Linked DNA regions of Sus scrofa: region 1 is linked to region 2. The links are chromatin contacts, called in public HiChIP or PLAC-seq maps. All regions are on one chromosome and are shown on one strand. The core of a region is the stretch at or near the end of the contact, and the rest is flanking DNA. Distances in the headings are between cores, read along the strand shown.

Region 1 (3,940 bases), core at 1,382-3,881, 560 kb before region 2:
AGCATGCCTCCCTTTCTTAATACCTGAAAAGATGCTGATGTGATCTGCAGTCCTTCTTGCATGTTCTGCTGTAGCTGGTTCTGCATTGTGATCTTCTTCTCCTTGGTGATCGAAGCAATGGGAAAACTTCGCACAACCGTCTGCTCACCAACTACAGGAAGACAGGGCTCAGACTCAGCAATAGCAGTTTACAGCTCATTTCTAGAGTCTCTGCTGCTCATTTCACCAGCCTTTGCTGGAGAAATGTATCTGGAGAGGCAGTGTCCAGGAATGCAGCAAGAGAAATGACCATGATTCCAGAATCGCATTCATTAATTGTGCTGCATGGCAATTCATTCCTCAGATACAATCTTTTCCTGGAGTGAAGAAACTGTCACTGCCTGTCAATCTTCATTCTAGTTCCCCAGCCTATTCTGTACCACATAGGATCATCTGGTTTAAGGCAACTTAACAGGAAGAATGGGTTTTATAAGGAAGAAAAGAAGCATCTTCAAATATTACAAAGATATTTCTCATATTTAATGTAAAAATAAAGCAAAAGAGAAACGGTTGTTAAGGTTTCTTTTTGTATAAAGGTGCTATGCTATCTATATGTGCCCTCAGAAGATCTAGGACTGGGCTTAGACCCAAGACTTTTTAGGAGTTTAAATATTAAAGCAAGACAAGGAAAACATAAGTAGTTAGTTATCAACTACCTGAGGGTATGAAGATGAGCATGGAGAAAAGAAGTAGCACACACAAGGCCTCCTGTGCAGAGTACACAACTCCCCAGGGAAGAGGAAAGTCACATGCAGAATACAACATGAAATGAGTGCCTCGATCTGAGAGAATGAGGCTTTAAATATTTCAGAAGGGGAGAAGATTTCTGCATACAAGATGGCTAGAGAATGAATCCTGAAAGAAGTGAGAGGGAAGGTGGGCTTTGAAGGGAATATAGGTTTGGGTCTGCAGAGGGGGAAAGGTAGGCATTTCAAGTAGCAGTACAAGTAATAGAACAGGAGTAGCAACAGGCAAGGCCTCTTGGCTAGGTAAGCCAGAGGGGTTGAGCTCTGAACTAGGTTTACCTGACCTAAGAGCCCATGTGCCAATAATCTACTTACTATTACCAGAATTCCTCATTCCCTGACTGTAAATTCCCAACCTGGAAAATTCTGATTATCCTCTTACATTAAAACTCAACATCCAGAAGCTAAACAAAATTAAGATGTACAAAGGATTTAAGTTCTAATATTAAATAACTTATGCTTATATAACACAGGTAAAATGGTCAGATTTCTATGGGGCACTAAAGGTGAAATTTTAAAATATAAATTAACTTAAAATGAGAAAAGAGGAATTCCTGTCGTGGTGCAGCGGAAATGAAACCGACTAGGAGCCATGAGGTTGGGGGTTCAATCCCTGGCCTCGCTCAGTGGGTTAAGGCTCTGGCGTTGCTGTGAGCTGTGGTGTAGGTCACAGACACAGGCGAGGATCTGGCATTGCTGTGGCCATGGTGTAGGCTGGCAGCTGCAGCTGCAGTTCAACCCCTAGCCTGGGAACCTCCATATCCTGCCGCCCTAAAAAGAAGGAAAAAAAAAAAAAAGAGAGAGAGAGAGAGAGAGAGAGAGAGAAAGAAAAGAAGCAAATATCAAAGGTTTTCTCTTAAATATTTTTTAAAATGTGAAATTAACCTAAAAATTGTCAGGAAAAAACAAGAGACAAGCTTTCCCACTAAATATGACTTTTATTTATTTAAAAGAAATGAAGTAAAGAAATTTAAATGACCAAATATCTCATATACTTATATGCCCAAAATGTATGTTTATAGCCATTGAGTTCACAAAAGTTGTAGTACAAAAACAGTAAGTATGGGATATTTAGTTTTAAAACTACACTTGCTTACAAATACAAATATTTATAGTAATATGACAGGAAAGGGCTGAGAAAGTTTGCTCTATTTTTTCACTCTTTTTCAAAATGAGCACTATTCCTATTGATTAATTTTGTTTATTTATTTTTGTTTTTTTTGTCTTTTGTCTTTTTAGGGCCATACCCATGGCATATGGAGGTTCCCAGGCTAGGGGTCGAATTGGAGCTATAGCTGCTGGCCTATGCCACAGCCACAGCAACACCAGATCTGAGCCATCTGTGACCTACACCACAGCTCATGGCAATGCCGGATCCTTAATCCACTGAGCGAGGCCAGGGATCAAGCCTGCAACCTCATGGTTCCTAGTCAGATTCGATTCTGCTGCGCCATGACGGGAACTCCTAATTTAGTTTACTGAATTTATGAGCTTTTTGTTTTTTATGTGGTAAACAATTTTTTTTTCCCCTTGGGCCATACCACCAGTGTGGGGACGTTTCCATGCCAGGGGTCAAAGCTGTACCATGGCAGTGACAAATGTCAGGTCCTTAACCCACTGAGCCACCAGGGAACTCCTATTTATTTATTTTTTGATAAACGATCTTTATGACCAAGAAAATAAGCCATTTTGATTCTATCTAAGCAAGGAATTATAAAACTATGAGATTGTGAAGATACACAGTTTACACATCTGAAATCCACTAACAAAGTGCATAGCACATGGTACATAATCATCATATGCTACTGAATAAATAATTTCAGATGAGGAAGGAATTCTTGTGGCCACTTATTCCAGTGTTTCTCAATCTCAGTATGTATCACAATCACTTCTGGGGCTTAAAATTACACAGATGCCAGGGTCTCTGCTTTCATAGAATCCTGTTCCAGACTCTAATTTAATTGTTTGAGAGCTGCACACAGAAATTGATTGTTTTAGAAAAAGCTTCCCGGATAATTCAATTTTATTTATTTATTTTTAATTTTTTTTTTGTCTTTTTAGGGCCACACCCATGGCATATGGAAATTCCCAAGCTAGGGTTGAATCAGAACTGTAGCTGCTGGCCTATGGCACAGCCACAGTGATGCAGGATCTGAGCCACGTCTGTGACCTACACCACAGCTCATGGCAATGCCAGATCCTCAACCCACTGAGCGAGGCCAGGGATCAAATCTGGATACTAGTCAGGTTCATTACCACTGAGCCACAAAGAAACACCCCAGATAATTCAAACATGCAGTCAAGGCCGAGAGCCACTGGATTACCACCAAGAAAGCCCAATTCCCTAACTTTATAAAAGGGGAAATTGAAACCCAGAGAGGTGATGCGACTTACATAAGATAAACAGATTGGTCACCAGTGATTTAAACTTGAGCTTCTTGATTTAGAATTCAATAATTTTACCCAAAACCTTACATGCTTTGCCTATCAACCAGAATAGTATAGAGACGACAGTGATTTTAAAAAGATAATTCAGACTTGATAGGGCATGTACTTCCTTTCTAATACAGAAGATTGTAGAGAGTAATAGAAAATAGCAGTTGAAGAAGTTTAGTGAATAGAGGAGAAGTCTGCTAAGAGAGGATTGGGGTTAGTTGAAATGGAAGGGGAGGGAGTGGGGTTAATCTGTCAGTGCTGCACAAGCCCTGCAATGCTTAGCACATCCTTCCACAAAAGGGATCATGTATCTAGAAAACCTCAGCCTTACAGTTTACTGTAGGACTCAGAAGGTGGGGCAAATCGGCAGGGACATTGTTAGCAGCTGGATCCTGTGATATCTCTAAGTCACAATACACTGCCTCATGAAATTACTATAGTTTCAGTGGATGGTTCTGTTTAGAAGATACCCTTGGTTCTTCAAATAAGAATCTATGATCTAAATTATCATTAGCTTTGACCGACGAAAGTAGTCTAAAAAAATACCTGTGTGGCAAAAGGCTTACTCTGAATCTGAATTGACCTGCAAGTCACTGTACACAGATGGAATCAAAGCCTCACGTGGCACATAGATATCCCTGCTCTGTTGGCATAATATGAGCCATACCTAGCTGATCATGGGGAGTCCCTCTGAACAGAATTCTATATGTGGTGAGGAA
Region 2 (4,225 bases), core at 378-2,877:
ACAGGGCTCTTTCCTGGGGCTCCATTCTTCTTTTCTTCTTCTTTCCTTCCTTCCTATCTCTCTCTCTCCTTCCCTCCCTCCCCCGCTTCCTTCCTTCCTCTCCCTCTGTCTCTCTCTGTCTCTCTTGCTTTGCTTTGCTTTTTAGGGCCACATGTGCGGCATATGGAAGTTCCCAGGCTAGGGGTTGCATCAGAGCTGCAGCTGCCCTCCTACACCACAGCCACAGCAACTCGGGATCCAAGCTGCACCTGCGACGACCACCACAGCTCATAGTAACGCAGGATCCTTAACCCACTGAGTGAGGCCTGGCATCGAACCCACATCCTCATGGATACTTGTTGGGTTTGTAACCTGCTGAGCCACAATGGGAACTCCCTCCATTTAGCTTTTTTAGTTTTCGTGGAGACAAGTTTGGTGGTTAATGCTGGTTTATTGCAAGCCCTTGCCCATGGTTGATGAGGAGTTGACCCATCTGTTGTCAAACCTGTCCATTGTCCCTGCAGAGTCAGAGCTCCCAGCCCATGGATGTCCACATGTGACCTTCTGGGGCTCACCTCAAGTCCAAGGCTGGAGCCATAATGGGTGTCTTTAAGAAGGTGAACTTGGGGACACAGCTGGTGGGTACTGGTGTCTTCTCTGTGGCAGAGGAGTATGGATGTTTCTTGGACAAGCCTGGTGGGCTCTTGGCTTAGGCAGCCTTCCAGCTTTCTGATCATGGTTGGGTTATTATTATTTGTCTTTTTAGGGCCACACTCCATGGCATATGGAGGTTCCCAGGCTAGGGGTCAAATCAGAGCTGCAGCTGCCAGCCTACACCACAGCCACAGCAATGTGGGATCTGAGCCATGTCTGTGACCTATACCACAGCTTGCGGCAATGCTGAATCCTTAACCCATTGAGCAGGGCCAGGGATTGAACCTGAGTCCTCATGGATCCTAGTTGGGCTCGTTACCACTGAGCCATGATGGGAACTTCCGAGTTATTATTATTATTTTTTAAAGCCTTTTTAACCTGTTGTTCACCTTAGATGTTACCTCGGTTCTTTCCTTATCAGGACTGGTCCTTAGGCAGCATTGGCTGAGGCTTGTGGGGGTTAAGTTGGCATGGAGATAAAGATAGTGACCTAGCAGGCATGTGAGTGACACAGGAGTCAGGGTCTCATGGGGCCTGTCAGAACATGAGACGGAGCCCAACGTAATGGCTTTTCTTCTAGGTGTGACCATCCCAAAGATGCCAAAGTGGGAACCTCATTACTCAACGTGGGCCTGCCTCTGAGGAATGATTGACAGGCATCAGTTGGCCTCTTTCTTGGGACAAGATGCTTGACTCAGCTCCATGTGATAGATGGAGGGCAAGCTGGGGAAAACCTGGGCTGGAGGTTCCTGAAGTTCAGCCTGGGTTTCCTGAATAACCTAGCATTTAAGGGCAGGGCAAAGACAGACTTCTGATAAAGGGGCTGCCTCCATTTTCCAGGTAGAAATAGCCTTGTCCCCAAAGAAGTGATAACACACGTGGGTGGATAGTGACCAGAGAGCCATGGCAAGCATTGGGTGTAGAGAGAGGTCAGGGAACTGTAGTTCCTGTAAATTGGCCATGGATCAGTGAGGAGAGACCTGGCCAAGAGCCAGGAGGAAGATAGCTGGTTTCGGGTGAGTCATGAGGTCCGTTTGGAGATAACAAATTTCTCCATACCCTGTAGATGTCACTGGTGCCTGGAGAAGAGGAGGGGTTTTTGTGGGCTTTGGGGGCAGGGAGTGGTCACAGTTGCTCTTGAATTCTTGGCTGGAGGCTCTGGTTGTACCGGGCTAGTTGGCCCACTGCTGGGCCCTCTGGTCAGCTGGTTTCTGGCATTGCTGGGGGTCTGGGTTCCCTCAGAGGCAGAAAAAGACATGGGAGAGGAAGTGCTGAGGTCCTCACCTCCCTCTTGCCTGACTTTCTTCCTGGGGATCCTAGGACTTGGGGTGGTGTCGTTTGAAACATTACTAATTAGTTAACAGGAAAATGAATGTTCCTAAGTCAGCATTGCAGATAAGCATGAGCTTGTGGCATTTGAAACCAACCTTGCACCTGCTTCCCCAGGAGTTTGTGAAATCAGCCTTTGGTGCCAAGGTGACAAGTTGAGAGGACTGGAATTGATGCTGATCAGTCCCTTTCCAATAACAGATCTGTGCCTGCCCAGAGCAGCCAGGAAGGCACATGTCAGGCTGCAGGAAGGAGCAGCCAGGGTGACAGGCTGCCAGGGAGGTGGGGTGCGAAGGGCTAGCTGCCACCTGGCCATGACTTTGTAGAATTTGTTTCCCATCCCTGGTCCCCTGAGTCCTTTATGAAAACAGGAGGTGGGACGGGTTGATGGCATGAGCTTTTCTGGCTCCAGTGCCCCCGTTTTCTAACTCTGTGAAATGCACGGTGATTATCTGAGACTCTGTGTACTGGGACTCAGGGTCTGGCTTTATCTGAAGACAGCATGCTGGTTGATTTGACATGGTCCTCACCTCGTCTGCCCTCAGAGTTAGACCCCCACAGATCAGTCTTCCCTCTGTCTCCTGAGACATTTGCCTACTCCGATGCTCCACGCACCCTGCAAACACAGCCCACAGCAGTTCTTAGTGACCACAGGGTGCCTAGAGTATTGCATTCAGGGAGAGGAAGGCATGAATAATTAGAAACTTTTTTGGGGGTGGTGGTTGTACCCTTGGCATATGGAGGTTCCCGGGCTAGGGGTCAAATTGGAGCTGCAGCCTCCAGCCTATGCCACAGCCACAGCAGCACCACATCCAAGCTTTGGTCTGTGGCCTACACCGAAGCTCATGGCAAAGCCAGATCCTAAACCCACTGAGCAAGGCCAGGGATCGAACCTATGTCCTCATGGATGCTAGTCAGAGTTGAGAATTTTTTTTTTTTTTTTTTTTTAAGGGCTGCTTCCATGGCCCTAAAAAAAGTTGCTGGGCTTGGGGTTGAATCAGAGCTGCAGCTGCCAGCCTACACCATAGCCATAGTCACACCAGATCTGAGTTGCGTCTATGACCTACATCGCAACTCATGGCCATGCTGGATCCTTAACCCACTGAGGGAGGCCAGGGATCAAACCCTTATCCTCATGGCTACTGGTCGGGGTCGTTACCTCTGAGCCACAACAGGAACTCCTAGAAACTTCTTAATAATGGGTCCAGCACTAGTGATTAATCAGAGTCAGATTGTCCTGCCATGTCCAGAACAAAGACTCTTTTATCACTCCCCTCAAATTAGCTGCTTCTATCTCTCACATTTCCTTGCTCTTGACTTTTAGAAAGAAAAGTTTTAAGATGATTCGGTCCCAGTCCCTGTCTCTGCAAATGCCGACGCAGCAAGATTGGAAGGGACCCCCAACAGCCAGTCCGGCCATGTCTCCTGCAACCCCTGTGCTCCCTGGAATCACTTCCCAGCCCGCGCCTGCACTGTATGCCATGCCCGAGTTCCAGCGGGTCACCATCAGCGGAGATTACTGTGCTGGGGTAAGGCGACTCCCGCTCTCTGAGGGCTCTGTGCTCCAGCTGGTACCTCCCTCTGCTGCATCGCTCATCCCCTCTTATAAACAACTGTCTGTGTAGCTGCTTGTCTCCCTGAGCATGTTCAGGTTTCTGCCACACGCGCTTTGCCCAGCAGACCAAGATTGATGAACTCCCTGGAAGGGGGTAATTTATCTCATTCATTTCTGAGACGAGGCCGCTCTGGGAAAACAGAGCATCCTTGGACTTTGGAAATCAATCAGATCAGAGTCTGAAGTTTGACTTTGTCACTTCCTGTGATTTATTCTCTCTGGGTCTCCGTTCGCCCAGGTGCGAAAGAGCTTGCAGTGAGGACCAAATGAAATCTATGGCCAGGGTCTGTCCCATAACACATAAGCGCTTGTGGACGGGGTGAATTGGGGCGATTGCCAGTGGAGTCAGAAGCCTGGGGTTGGCAAAGCGGCAGACTGAGCACACAGAAGTTTTGGTCTTTCCTTCTGAAGGACCCAGGTATTTTCTTAGCTGAAAATGATGATGCTCACCCTCATCAGGTCCAGGCTTTGCCACTTCATTTGCTGGGTGCAGTAGCAGCTGCCTTGAGGTTCAGTCTGCAGCACTGAGGCTGGCCCGGGGTGTGCAGGCGGGAACACCTACCTCCGTTTCATCGGCCCAACTCTCCTCCTTTGTTGGGGTCCCCCAAACCACCTCTGGGTTCCATGATTTGCCAAGAGGACTCCTAG

The links. HiChIP or PLAC-seq counts read pairs in DNA pulled down with a chosen protein or histone mark.
Region 1: an H3K27ac HiChIP or PLAC-seq map of alveolar macrophages shows a contact between it and region 2. The contact joins two enhancer-like sites. A contact is called at or near these places in 1 of 47 Hi-C or Micro-C datasets (embryonic fibroblasts) and 1 of 2 datasets of contacts at active chromatin or transcription factors (alveolar macrophages).

Annotation. Positions count from the first base shown.
Region 1 is chr2:49,621,307-49,625,246 of Sscrofa11.1, reverse strand. It overlaps SBF2 (myotubularin-related protein 13), which reads right to left. Exons shown (of 40, transcript XM_003122980.5): 22 at 3,889-3,940; 23 at 24-151. Among named protein-coding and RNA genes, the nearest start is that of SWAP70, 180 kb to the left of the region's middle. Within about 2 kb of position 2,631, at least 3 of the 83 cell types and tissues checked have an H3K27ac peak or open chromatin away from gene starts, as enhancers often do. A contact at or near this core is called in alveolar macrophages, where this site is marked.
Region 2 is chr2:49,056,248-49,060,472 of Sscrofa11.1, reverse strand. It overlaps AMPD3 (AMP deaminase 3), which reads left to right. Exons shown (of 15, transcript XM_013994571.2): 3 at 3,287-3,491. Among named protein-coding and RNA genes, the nearest start is that of AMPD3, 27 kb to the left of the region's middle. Within about 2 kb of position 1,627, at least 16 of the 83 cell types and tissues checked have an H3K27ac peak or open chromatin away from gene starts, as enhancers often do. A contact at or near this core is called in alveolar macrophages, where this site is marked.